Linked DNA regions of Mus musculus: regions 1 and 3 are each linked to region 2. The links are chromatin contacts, called in public HiChIP or PLAC-seq maps. All regions are on one chromosome and are shown on one strand. The core of a region is the stretch at or near the end of the contact, and the rest is flanking DNA. Distances in the headings are between cores, read along the strand shown. Region 1 overlaps Supt3 (SPT3, SAGA and STAGA complex component). Region 2 holds the start of Runx2os3 (a long non-coding RNA gene). Region 3 overlaps Supt3 (SPT3, SAGA and STAGA complex component).

What was found. HiChIP or PLAC-seq counts read pairs in DNA pulled down with a chosen protein or histone mark.
Region 1: a contact with region 2 is called in an H3K27ac HiChIP or PLAC-seq map of T-cell acute lymphoblastic leukemia, with 4 times the contacts expected there. The contact joins the enhancer-like site here to the promoter of Runx2os3 in region 2. A contact is called at or near these places in 6 of 39 promoter capture datasets (the HPC-7 cell line, cranial neural crest, hippocampal neurons and 3 more), 1 of 484 Hi-C or Micro-C datasets (bone marrow-derived macrophages) and 1 of 115 datasets of contacts at active chromatin or transcription factors (T-cell acute lymphoblastic leukemia).
Region 3: an H3K27ac HiChIP or PLAC-seq map of T-cell acute lymphoblastic leukemia shows a contact between it and region 2, with 6 times the contacts expected there. The contact joins the enhancer-like site here to the promoter of Runx2os3 in region 2. A contact is called at or near these places in 8 of 39 promoter capture datasets (the C10 cell line, cranial neural crest, embryonic stem cells and 5 more), 2 of 15 datasets of contacts at CTCF or cohesin (large pre-B cells and pro-B cells), 2 of 484 Hi-C or Micro-C datasets (bone marrow-derived macrophages and embryonic stem cells) and 1 of 115 datasets of contacts at active chromatin or transcription factors (T-cell acute lymphoblastic leukemia).

Annotation. Positions count from the first base shown.
Region 1 is chr17:45,002,766-45,006,708 of GRCm38.p6, reverse strand. Supt3 (SPT3, SAGA and STAGA complex component) reads right to left here. Exons shown (of 12, transcript NM_178652.3): 6 at 3,480-3,619. Among named protein-coding and RNA genes, the nearest start is that of Gm52304, 120 kb to the right of the region's middle. Within about 2 kb of position 2,233, at least 5 of the 459 cell types and tissues checked have an H3K27ac peak or open chromatin away from gene starts, as enhancers often do.
Region 2 is chr17:44,560,531-44,564,497 of GRCm38.p6, reverse strand. It overlaps Runx2os3 (a long non-coding RNA gene), which reads right to left and starts at 2,523. Exons shown (of 2, transcript XR_876810.3): 1 at 2,392-2,523; 2 at 1,787-1,946. It also overlaps a transcript of Runx2 not described here.
Region 3 is chr17:45,047,760-45,051,652 of GRCm38.p6, reverse strand. It overlaps Supt3 (SPT3, SAGA and STAGA complex component), which reads right to left. Exons shown (of 12, transcript NM_178652.3): 11 at 3,261-3,371. Among named protein-coding and RNA genes, the nearest start is that of Gm35097, 98 kb to the left of the region's middle. Within about 2 kb of position 1,537, at least 2 of the 459 cell types and tissues checked have an H3K27ac peak or open chromatin away from gene starts, as enhancers often do.

The DNA of each region.
Region 1 (3,943 bases), core at 984-3,483, 440 kb before region 2:
TATAAAATTGTTTTAATTGGGGGTTTAATTGTCTTTGTAAATGCTTATCTTACCCACACCAATCTTTTGTCTTGTATGCTAGATTTTAATAGAGGTGTTTACAGACTCTTAGTGTTATAGGAAATTTATTTTCCTTTATAATTAAAGCAAACCATGCTGGGGACTAGTAGAAAGAATACACTTTACAAACAGAGACAGAAAGAAAGCCTCTGGGCTCCCTCTGGCCCCTTAGTGAGGTTTCCAGTTGTCCTGCCTCTAGGAACTATGGCATTGGGAAGCTCCTGGAAACCTCTGAGGCTTGGTTGGAGGAGGCAGCTGATTTCTCCCATTATTCAGCCTTCAGGAGATACCACTTCCTGAAAAACCTATGGGCAGTTCATTTCTCCTCAAGCAAATGAGGTGGCCACCTAAGATCTCATTCAATTTCAAGCTTATTTAAAGACCTTTAAACAGGCTTATATTTTATGTATACCACCCTGCTTTCTAAGTATGTCCTATTGAATTAAAGCAGAAATATAAACAGTCACTAGGGACAGTCTGCACCCCAGTCCAGCCATAGGGTGCTCACTCTGGCGAGCTCTATTCACGACTCTCCTGTGTATCCTTACCTATTTGTAGATTACACTGGAGGCAGCTCTGACCTGAGTTTTTAATCTCTCATGTCACAGAATAACCGACTAGACCAATGACAAACTTGAGCTTCTCAGAATCCTGCCCATGTAGTGCTCTCCCTGTCAGATGGTCTCTTGCTAAGAGAAACTAAATCTATCTCTAGCTTTTAGGGATGCCTCCCTGGCTTCTGGTTTACTTAGCCACACCTACCTAACTCGAATGAAAAAGAATCAATACAGAAATCATTATCAACACTAAAACACATCTGCTTTACTTAGAAGTGGCTATCTGGAAAGGGCACTACTACTATATATGGACCTATGCTTGATATTTCCCCCCTCTGTGCTTCATGTCTCTAATATACTAAAACTAATAAGAGGAATCTGTCTGTCTGTCTGTCTGTCTGTCTGTCTTTCTCTCTCTCTCTTGGAGGGAACATCACAGATCACTTCTATAGTGATCTCTCTCTGCTACACAGATAGCCAAATGTTGGGAATTTGGTTCAGGAGAGTAAACAGGTTGAGATGGTTAACTATGATGAAGGTTTACTGTCAAAGTAAAAATGTAAAAGTTCAGTCAGTTTTCTTGTTTCTGGCCCCATTATACTTAATGGCAATGAAATAGATTCCAAGGAAACTCAGTCAAGCACACACATATTATCAGCTCAAAACCATAGTAAAGAACATGCTTACACATGTCCTTTTAAGAATATACTTTATACCCACCCACATGTTTTCAGAAGCAGTGAGGGTCCCAAGTGAGTCTTTATGCTTGTAAAAGTTTGTTCTTTATCATTTATTTATATGAGAACAGCTAAGAGGGAGGGAGGGAGGGAGGGAGGAAGAAGAGGAGGAGGAGGAAGAAGAGGAGGAGGAAGAAAAGAGGAGGAGGAGGAGGAGAGACAGAGAGAGAGACAGAGAGAGACAGAGAGAGACAGAGAGAGCTCGCTAGCTCACACGGGCGAGGGGGGAGGGGAGGCAAGAAAGCCTGTCCTAGTGCAACTCCATTGGTGGGTCCACACCATTTCCTCCATTGTAGGAGAGAAAGTAGGGCACAATTTCTGCAAGCATAAGTGATGCTTAGAGGAAAATTCAATCACGGAATGATGCCGAGCCTGATTATTCGACTGCACTTTAAAAGGCAGAGATTGCAGTCTGTAAGTCCAAAGTGGTTTCATATGGACTGCCACAGCTGCGGTTTACTCTTGAAACTCTAACCTGTCAAATTAGAAGCAGGCAAGGCCTCTGCTCTTAATGGTTCCCCTTTCTACTTGTACTGTCTGCAGTTATGTCTACAAGTCTATCATTTTTTATTCATTTCAACTATGCCATTTGACTGAGTGAAATATGGAAACTGCTGTCACCCTGGCAGAAGAAGGTTCTTAGGATGCTGTGGCTTAAAGAAACCGTCAACTTCGGGTTGCTGTACAGATAAGGCTGACTTCTGCTCGGCGTGTCCTCGACAAGCTTTGCTGATATTTCATTATCCTCATTAACACTGTACAGTGTATAATACAATAGCGGACAATGGTTCAGATGTGTGAGCATGGGGCTGTCCCTGCTCTGGAGTCTTAACTGACTTTACTGTTCCAACATTCTTCCAGCTCTCCTCTGCTATTTAGAGCCTGGCGTTTCAGCACCTTGACTCTCTTCCTCAACTGTGGGCTGACTTGTTTAGCAGAGATCTGCCTCAGTGAAACTGAAAAGTCAGGTGCTCAGATTTTACCTACAATGCTGTAGAGCCCTCCCTTACAGGCTCCCTCCACACACATCTCATGATATGAAATAGTAAAGACTAAGCACAAACACTTTTCTCCCCAAGCAACACCATAAGTGAAACCATGCCCTACAAAATCGTATCCTGTTGAGGACATAATGACATCAGAAATATATGCTTATCATCTGCTTTAGACAACTTAGCATATTTTTGGCCCATGGCGAAGTTGAAGTAAAACCATTTGTAGTTGCCTCAAAGCAAGATAACCACACTTTTCTAAGGTAATTGATACCTAAGAGACTACTGCCTTCACATCACAGTTCAGGATCTAGGCATGCTAATTCTTTAAAGAATGTTGTTAAAATTTACAATGCATAGATGTCAACTGGGCTCCTTCCAAAATTTAATGTGAAATAATTACCCAGTTTAGTATGCATAGAGACCACAGTGCAGTAGGCATTTAGAAACTCCCTTAGATTTCTGGAATTACCTCTTGCCCAATTTAAAGAGAGGGGAAACTGAGATTCCTTTTTGAATGTAAAAGTAGAATAGTTGCAGTAAAAACTAAGAACACTGCTGTGTATGTTGAAGGTGCTCAGGTGAAGTCAATCATTACTTTCATGTTTCCTAGAGTATATTGAAAGAAACAGTTATGTAAAGTATAGATCGCTAAAGTAAACACAAGACATACAATTTTTATATTCATTGTGAGAACATGTATAGGGAATGCAAATACGCCACTTGCGTTCTGTGACAGTGATATAAAGCACATAGCTTCCCTGGACAGCACCTTAGCCAGAGAGGCTAACCGCAGGCTGCCAACAGCAATCTGAAGGCAGCTCTTCACTGTGTGCAGAGACAAAAGCGCTAAGAATTACCTTTGCCCAGAGGCAACTGGATAATTTGGAACAACAAAAAGATTAAGTAAATATTTAATCTAAAGTGGTCTGAATGGAATAAGGTGCATCAGCAAATGTCAGATCCAGAGTAAGGAATGCCTGTCATTTCCAAAGAAGAAAACACAGAATGAAAATGTAAGATGTTTCTCAAACTTCCCAGGGCTTGCTCCCGAGCTTGCTGCAGACAAAGGCACTGCCACGGGCACTTAACCCACTACAAAACACAAGAACAAAACACACGCCCGTGCATACCTCCATTCTCTCCTGTTTGACATCATCAAGCTCGTTGTCTTCAAACATTGCCAGCAGCTCTCCTGTCTGGTCGATAGAGTTGATCAAGTCCTGAGCGATCTTCTGTCTCTTGTTTGTACCGCTGCTGCCACTCAGTTTTTCTTCATGAGGATTAGGAAGGAGACAAAGCACAACTGCACTGAGCAGGGTTCGTCAGCACAAACCAGCACTGCAAACACCGCATGTGACATTCACTCAGAGCCATCTTTACAGAGAACTCGTCTACAGAAAGCAGTCACCAATATCACAAAACAAAAAATAGCATCAAATCACTTATTAATTACCGTAGTAAGTGTGAAAGGGCTGACTGAATCCCTTAGGAAAGGAAGAGGGGCTCTCAGGTTTGGCTATAATACTGCTCCACAGTACTTACGAGAGAAATATAACACAAGCAGGAAAAAGAGGGGGCGCTGGGTAAATGCGAG
Region 2 (3,967 bases), core at 1,274-3,773:
CTGTAAGTAGTTAGCCCCCTGCCTCTCACTAACCACTCATAAACACACCTATTCTCCCTGGAACAGACTCTCGCAGGCCAACTCCGACACCCCCACAAAACTACCTCACCCGTTTACTCCCTTATCACAGGGCTACACTTTGAGATAATTTAAGTCAGTAAACCTTTACGATGCCTGCCATGGATAGAGTGCTGTTGGGCAAGGAGAAGAGGGTCAGGGCTGAAATGAACAACAGAAGTCTGGTCTTTGGCCTTAAGACACTCCATTTGACAGACATGTGTTGTTTGACATGTGCTGTTTGAGGAAACTGACTCTTTAAGATCACAAAAAGCCATTTACTTCTGCTTACCCCCCACCCACCCCCAATATGGTCAGGGGAGAGCTGGAATCCTGTATAGAGAAACTAAGGTGCATCCTTGCTCCCCAACACAGTCACAAGAACTCTAATTTGAACTACAAATGTCTGCCTTGAGGGAGGGTGTGCACCCTACAAGGCAGGTGTCTTACTCTGCAGATGGGGAAACAGAGGAGGCGGGAAGCTGGGTGGGGGGTGTGGGGAGACTTGACCATAAAGCAAGGAAGCCTGGAGCTGAGAGTCCCAGTCATTCCGGGCCCTGCTTAGTCTCAGCCCACAGCTGAGCCTGAATCCCAAGTCTCCTAGCCTCTGACCTACATAGGGTTGCTCTCTACCCAGACATGAAGTAGGGTTTAAGACACAAAATCACAACAGTGTCGTAATTGGAAGGGGCTTGGGTACAGACTACGGAACACTTAGCGCTCCATTTAAGGGAGCTCCTGCATTTCAGCCTTGGGGAACCAGCAAGGAAGCAGATTACTGCTCTGGGAAAGTCTGAAACAGAGGGCACAAGGGAGCAAGCAATGTGGCTGGACCTCCTGTGTGGCTACCCTAGTGCTTAGCAACACATGTGCTAACTTTCTAGAAAGTTCTTTTCTCTGTGGTGACTGGCCTCACACTTACAGGCTTTAAAACACACCCCCCGTCATTCAAATATTTTAGCAAATGTCCTGGCTTCCCTCCACTACCAAAATGAAAGTGAAGGTGAAGTCATTTAGGGGCCGCTAGAGGAGAGTTCTCACCCACCATGGCTGCCCATAGATCTAAATGTTTCACAGGAGACGCAATTAAACAGTAATGAGACCCCAATTCACCAAAGCATCGTATTTTCTGGTGCTTTTCATCACCCACTCTGCCCGGCAATTTAATGATGAGTTTAGGATATGATCTCTTCCCATAGGCACGGCTCCCACCTCTGCTATTTTTATTGTACTTGGGTCCTGGAATTTAGATGGCCTAAGTGTCTGAAAAGAGCATAGGCGAGGCTTTTCTAACCAAGCTACTAGTTGCTTTCTGCATAAACCTTGGCTTTGCTGTGACACAAAGCTGTTGGATAGAAGTCTTTAGGAAGGAGCCTGTCCATCATTTGATGGCAGTGCGCCTTCAAGATGGTCCCTGTGATATAACCCCAAGGAAGGACCCCAAATCCTGTGGGGCACAGCAGGTACTTCTTTGTTCTCTGTTTGCTCCAGAATAAATCCTGTCTTGTGTCATGAGGTACACATACCACCCCTCTCTCTGTGGGGTGTGTGTGTGTGTGTGTGTGTGTGTGTGTGTGTGTGTGTGTGTGTTAGTGTTATAGGCTAGAGGTTGACTTTGGGAGCCATTCTCAACTGCTCTGCCCCTCATTTTTATTCTTGAGATGGTGCCTCTCATTGAAATGGGGACTTATTTTGTGTGGCTGGGTGGCCAATGAGCCCTAGGGACCTGCCTAGCTCTGCATTCCTAGATCAGAGGCTCCTGATGCGTGTCACCATGCATGGCTTTTACATGACTTCTGGGGATCAGAAGTCAAGTCCCCATGAGCTTGCAGCAGACTCTTCATCAAATGAGCCCAGACTGTCCATCCTCCCAAGGTGCCTGGAGATTCCTGCAGGAGATACCATAGGTCTTGACTTAGATCTTTAGCTTTCTGGCAGACCCTTCTGAGCCCAACAGCCTTGGAACACACCTCTGCACCTCCCATCCCTTCTTCCCTTCTCAAAGTCCTTCCCTTGGGGCCCTTAAAGGCACCCTTCAGTTTATCTCCAGCTCACTGTAGGGCATCGCTGTGGGATCTGCATATCTCCCAAGTCTCATCTGTGGGATCTTTCGAGAGGCAATTCTTCCAAGGGTGAGTTTCAGGGGGAAGAAAGCTATGAGCTCTAGGGAAAGGAGCAGAGTGTCCTGTCTTTTCCTTGACACAGAGACCCCCCCAATGAATGCATGTATGTGCATATGTGTGGCTAAAAATCAGCCAGCAGCCTACTCATCCCATCTGCCTGTGAGGAATAACAATTCTGAAACAAGTCCCCCCTGGGAACACAGCATCTCACTTATCTGAGTAGAAAGATGAAGCTCCAGTATCTCTGAGGAGAGGGAGCCTGGCTTGGCTAATGGGATTGACAGCATCACTGCTATGCTGTCTAGGTTATTCAGCAGACATTTCCCATAATTGAACAATGGAATCTTCGCAAACAGAATGCCAGGCGGCAGGTCCTCTGTGACATCGAAATTCACTGTGAAGAAACTGAGATGTCATCTTAAAGTTGCACAGGTATTCTTTTAGGGTGTCCGCAAACAGCTCATTGAGAGATTTGGAGGATGGCTAGAGACAAAGGCAAGGAGAAAGCTGGTGCCCGAAGAAAGACCTGGGATTGAAAGATACTCTCAAAGTTGCAGGAAGCCGGGTCTCGAAAAATGGCTCAGGGATCAAGAGCACATACTGCTCCTATAGAGACCTGGAGTTCCCAGGAAACGTGTCAGGTTGCCCACAGCTGCCTGCATCTCTTGTATCCTGGAGTCTGACATCCTCTTCTGGATATCATGGGTACCTGCATTCATGCATATACCCACACACAGATACACATGTATAAACACATTTAAATATATTTATTTAACCATATGTGTGTGTGTGTGTGTGTGTGTGTAATTTTTAAAGAGAGGTGTAGAAACCAGAAGAGAGGGGAAATTAAAGAGAAGAACTCTGAGAATTGTACTTGTAAAGGGAAGGTAGGAAAGGGATACTGGAAATCTGCTCTCTGGCTAGTGAGTTCCGGGAAATGTTGTGTACAGAAGCTGAGGCTATGCCAATCAAGGCCTGTGACGTCACCTGCATCTATCAGTCAATCAAGGCCTGTGACGTCACCTGCATCTATCAATCAGTCTAGCCCCCACAGCCCGAGTGGATTTGCTTGATGTTGTTATATATGTTTTGGTGAACTGTCCTCTCCCGTATGAGAGACTATGTTAATCCTTCAAGTGTTTTCTCCATGGGAACACCTGATTTCCAGCAAGGAGCTGGGCACAGTAACACATGCCTGTAATTCCACTGTTGGAGGGGCTGAAGCAGATGGATTACTGTGGGTATAGAGGCTATGTTGGATAACAGTGTAGTGAGTTCTAGGTCAGCCTGGGTTATATAGAGTGAGACCTCATTTCATAAAAAATACTTATAGAGAAAAGAGTTTATACCAGTAAGAGTTTTTAAAATTCAGGTGCTTGTTAATTAATTGTTTAGTGTTTGTATGCACACACATTCGTGCGTGCAGGTGTGCAAGTGCGCTCATGTCTACTTGTGTAGAGGCTAGAAGAGGGCACCAGCTCCCACGAAGCAGGACTTATAGATGTTTGAAGGTGATTGGCTTGTTATGTGGGTGCTGGGATCTGAACCCTGGTCCCCACGATTAGACAGCAAGTACTCTTAACCACTGAGTTATCTCTCCAGCCCCTCTTTAAGTCTAGCTATAAAAGATATTTCTAACTTGCCTATCACTGTGAGGATAGAGTCTGTGTGTCATGCAGGTGGCTCTGAAGTTGGACAGTTTCGTGCATGCCAGCACAAAAGCATCCACGCTGAGCTTCCTCAAACAAACACTTCATAAAACAGAGACATTTCAGACACTGCGAAGA
Region 3 (3,893 bases), core at 288-2,787, 490 kb before region 2:
CCTCAAATGTCCTGTTGCTGAGAATATACATACAAACACACACACACACACACACACACACACACACACACACACACACACACACACACCCCTTTAAAGCAGCCCAGCTACGTTGGGTAAATGACTAAATTAATGTGAGATGCTGACTACCACCACAAAATAAAGGTCCAGAAAAAGCAATCACTGTGGATGTTAGAGGAAAATACCAGTTTCTGGTAACACCAGGAGGTTTCAAAATGGACCCGAACAATTTCTTGTTAACAAACTCCCTGACTTCCCCAGGTAAGTTACTGCTGCAGGGACCAAGTAAACTGACAGTTCTCTTTCTCCTCTCAACCTCGCTGAAGACACCCACTGAGCAGATATGAAATACTAGCTCCATTTGGAAACACAGAATCCTACAGAGCAGGAAATAAGTATGAGTAATGAACTCATCTGAATAGTGGCTGGGGGGACGGAGTGTGAAGGTGACAGCTAAGTGCCAACAACTAAGACACTTGGAAGGACAGTGAGCAGAGAGGAGATTTTAGAGAAGGTTCCCTAAAATGACACCTAATAGTCATACACCAAATACCATAAAGAAAAATTAATCAAATGCAAAATACAAGGGAAAGAACCCACAATGACTCTTCAAAATGACTGGAATGAAGGGGTGTCTGCTTCACTCATTGAGTTTTTTGGTGTTATACACACACAGCTGCAGACGGCTGTTACAAAGCCATTCATGAGCCCTCTTGGTTGGTGATGCTATATGTGTGTGTCCTTCATGTCCAAACTGAGACTTGATAATCTCAGAGTGCAGTAGGTTGTTACAAATGTACTTTAGGCTGATACCCAGAGGAACTTACAGAGACTGTTACAGCAGGCATGAGACCTGCACAGGTTCCAACCAGACACAAGCCCAGGGCAGAGAGTAAGTAGACATAGAGTATCACCTCCAACCAAGAAGCACTTTCTGATGGATGCCTGCTGGGAGAGGGACAGTAAGTGTTTTCCAATGGAGTGTCACTGGGTATAGCACCCACACTCCCAGGAAGGCCCCATGCCCAGGAGCAGTTAGCTAACAGGAAACAGACTCCATGACTTTTGGGTGTGATTTTTTTTTTTGTCTTACTCATTTTGTTTTGATCTTAATTTTTTTGTATTATCTCCCGCCCTCTTCTGAGACAGAGAAGGGGAGGGGGTTGTTGGTGGGGAGGGCCAGGGAGGAGAGAGTTGGGGAAGGCAAAAGAATATGATCAAAATATATTGTATGAAAAAAATTAAAAAAAAAACATTAGCCAAGGTTCATATGTAGCTCAAAGCAACTGTTGTCTAGTGAACACACAAGCAATACTCTTTGCAACACTAATGATGCCATAGGAAAGTGCTGAACTACGATGCCTGTGGGAAGCAGAGCAGGTGACCCACAGCCTGGATGCTCACTCTCAGCCACCATCAGAGCTTGAGGAACTTCACAGAAAGCAAAGACCCCACCTCGCCCCAGAGGGTAACCTCAGCTGCAAACTCTGCTCTCTCCCCAGAGGCCTAAGGAACAGCCCAGTCTTCAAGGCTGGACATGCCAACTCTATTTTGTCTGAGTCACAGAATCGGTAGACAGTTTCATGGTATAATTATAACACGTAAGTCTGCCTTTTAAAATGAAAACCTATCTCCTTAAATTGAGCTGATGTGCAGGCTATGCATATCAGCACCGTGGCCATCCCAGCACACACAGAAGGCTCTGGCTGTAGGAAATGCAGTAACTCTGCTCTGTACTGTCCACGCAGAATACCTACAGGTATTTTAACTTGCCGCAGCAGTGACCCCCTTGAAGCTGCAGAACCCAGGTGGCCAGGCAGTGGTTAGCTTCCTGAACACTGCAGGCTGTGTCCTAAATCTCCATGCAGAGGCTGAGAAGGTTTACCTCCACGGTCACTTAGTTTCAAGCTCAAGCACAGCTTACAGAAGGAAAGACTGAAAATAGTTTATATCAAACCAGCACTACAGATTTGAAAGCCGGAGAAACTGTCCACTCAGTGTGATGACCAATTCCCATGTGTAATGCCTACATCTGGTTTAGCTTCTCCTAATATCCGAGTAGAAAAACACATTATCCCCCTTAGCTTTTATTGGATCAGGTAACTTTCTGTGGAGCTAGAACATAAGAGAATAAAATTCCATATGTAAGCATGATTATAGACTAAATAGCTAACTGTACCCCTAGAAGCAAGCTCCCTTAGTTGTCTTAAATGCCGAGGCAGAATCACAGCTCTAAGAAGAGTATGGGCCACAAAAGGCTTTTCAGCATACCCCAAAACACCTTGCAAGTGCATGACAGAGCTCATCCTGTGATGACTGCAAATATATTCTACATTGTCATTCCATGCAGGCATGTGCACACACATACCTCTGTGTGTGTGTGTGTATGTATGTATGTATGTATGTATGTATGCATGCGAATACACACACACACACACACACACACACACACATACATATATCAGAGTTTTGGGGATGGTATACTATTCAGCTTTATAAGAGAATAAAATCTCAACACACTACAATACAGATGAACCTTGAAAACCATGCACATCGAGCCCCTTTCTGAAGGTCAAACCCTATTTCTTGGAAGCAGAGAGGGAGTTGGGCACACTTCCATTAATATAAATAAAGATATAGGCAAGCCTATGAGATGAGCATTCACTTAGAACTCACACACAAACACACTCACTCTTAAGGCTGCTGAAACGTTAAGTCTTCAGCTCTCCATTAAAAACAAGCCCTGATTATAAGCCTTCAAATTATTTAAAGATGTGAAAGCCTGTCTGCAGTTGAGCCCTGTTCAAAGCCAGCACAGAAATCATTTCTTCTTCTTCCAACTCAAAGTATGTTTAGGAAAAGGACATCTGATAGAAGTGGCCGTGCCAGTCTAACCGACTCTAAATACAAAATGCTTCTAGCAACGTTTGGATACATATAATTTGACAAAAAAGTTTTGTAAACTTAAGCTTTGAAAAAATAGAAACTATAAGCTCCAACAAAAAGCTTAATATGTAATTGAAAGAAAATAATATTTTGTAGAAAAAAGTTGCCCTTCCAAAAAGAGACAAAAATGACTAACTTTTATTTCCCAAGAGAATTATGCTACTTTTATACAACAAAATTACAGCCGCCACAAATTGCTTTCAACAATTCCATCGCTTCTTCATTTGACCACTTGAAAATCAAGATTCTTTCAGATTATAAATATAACTTTTTATAACTCTGTTATTACGCACTGTGAATGGGGAGAGAGGGCCAATCTTGTGGCCGTAGCGTCGAATGGCCTCTCTGATGTGGCAGGGCTGGATGGCATCGCTGTGAGCCTCGACACCACAGGCCGCAGTGCTCTGGGACAGAAAAACACATAAATTGTTACTAAATCAAAAACACACAACAGAACTACAGTGTATAAAATATGAAAATAAACCTTTTATAAAATGGACCATTTTCCCCTTAGGATGCGCATCACTGTCGCCATATACTTCATCTAGAAAGAAAGTTCCATTAACAAATCAAAGATGACCTTCCCATGACCCTGGCAGAGCAGACCCACCAAATGCAGTTTTTATGCCTCCAATATTTCACCCAAGCTTGCATGTCAGGTAGGAGAGCACAGCCACTTGTGTGCTGGTGAAAAGTGTCACGGGGACTTGTTGCAAGACCCACAGGAAGCTCTTTCTTTTTTGGAAAAAAAAAAAAAACCCTTAAACATTTATTATTATAAATGCTTCTTGGGATTCTTGGGCATATTTCTGAAATGACTTGAGTCGTGAATTTAAAATGAAAAATATAAATTGGCCACATATTTGTCATATTGGCGACTGTCATAGAAGACCATTTCATTTGATTTTTAATATTTTAGGTGTACT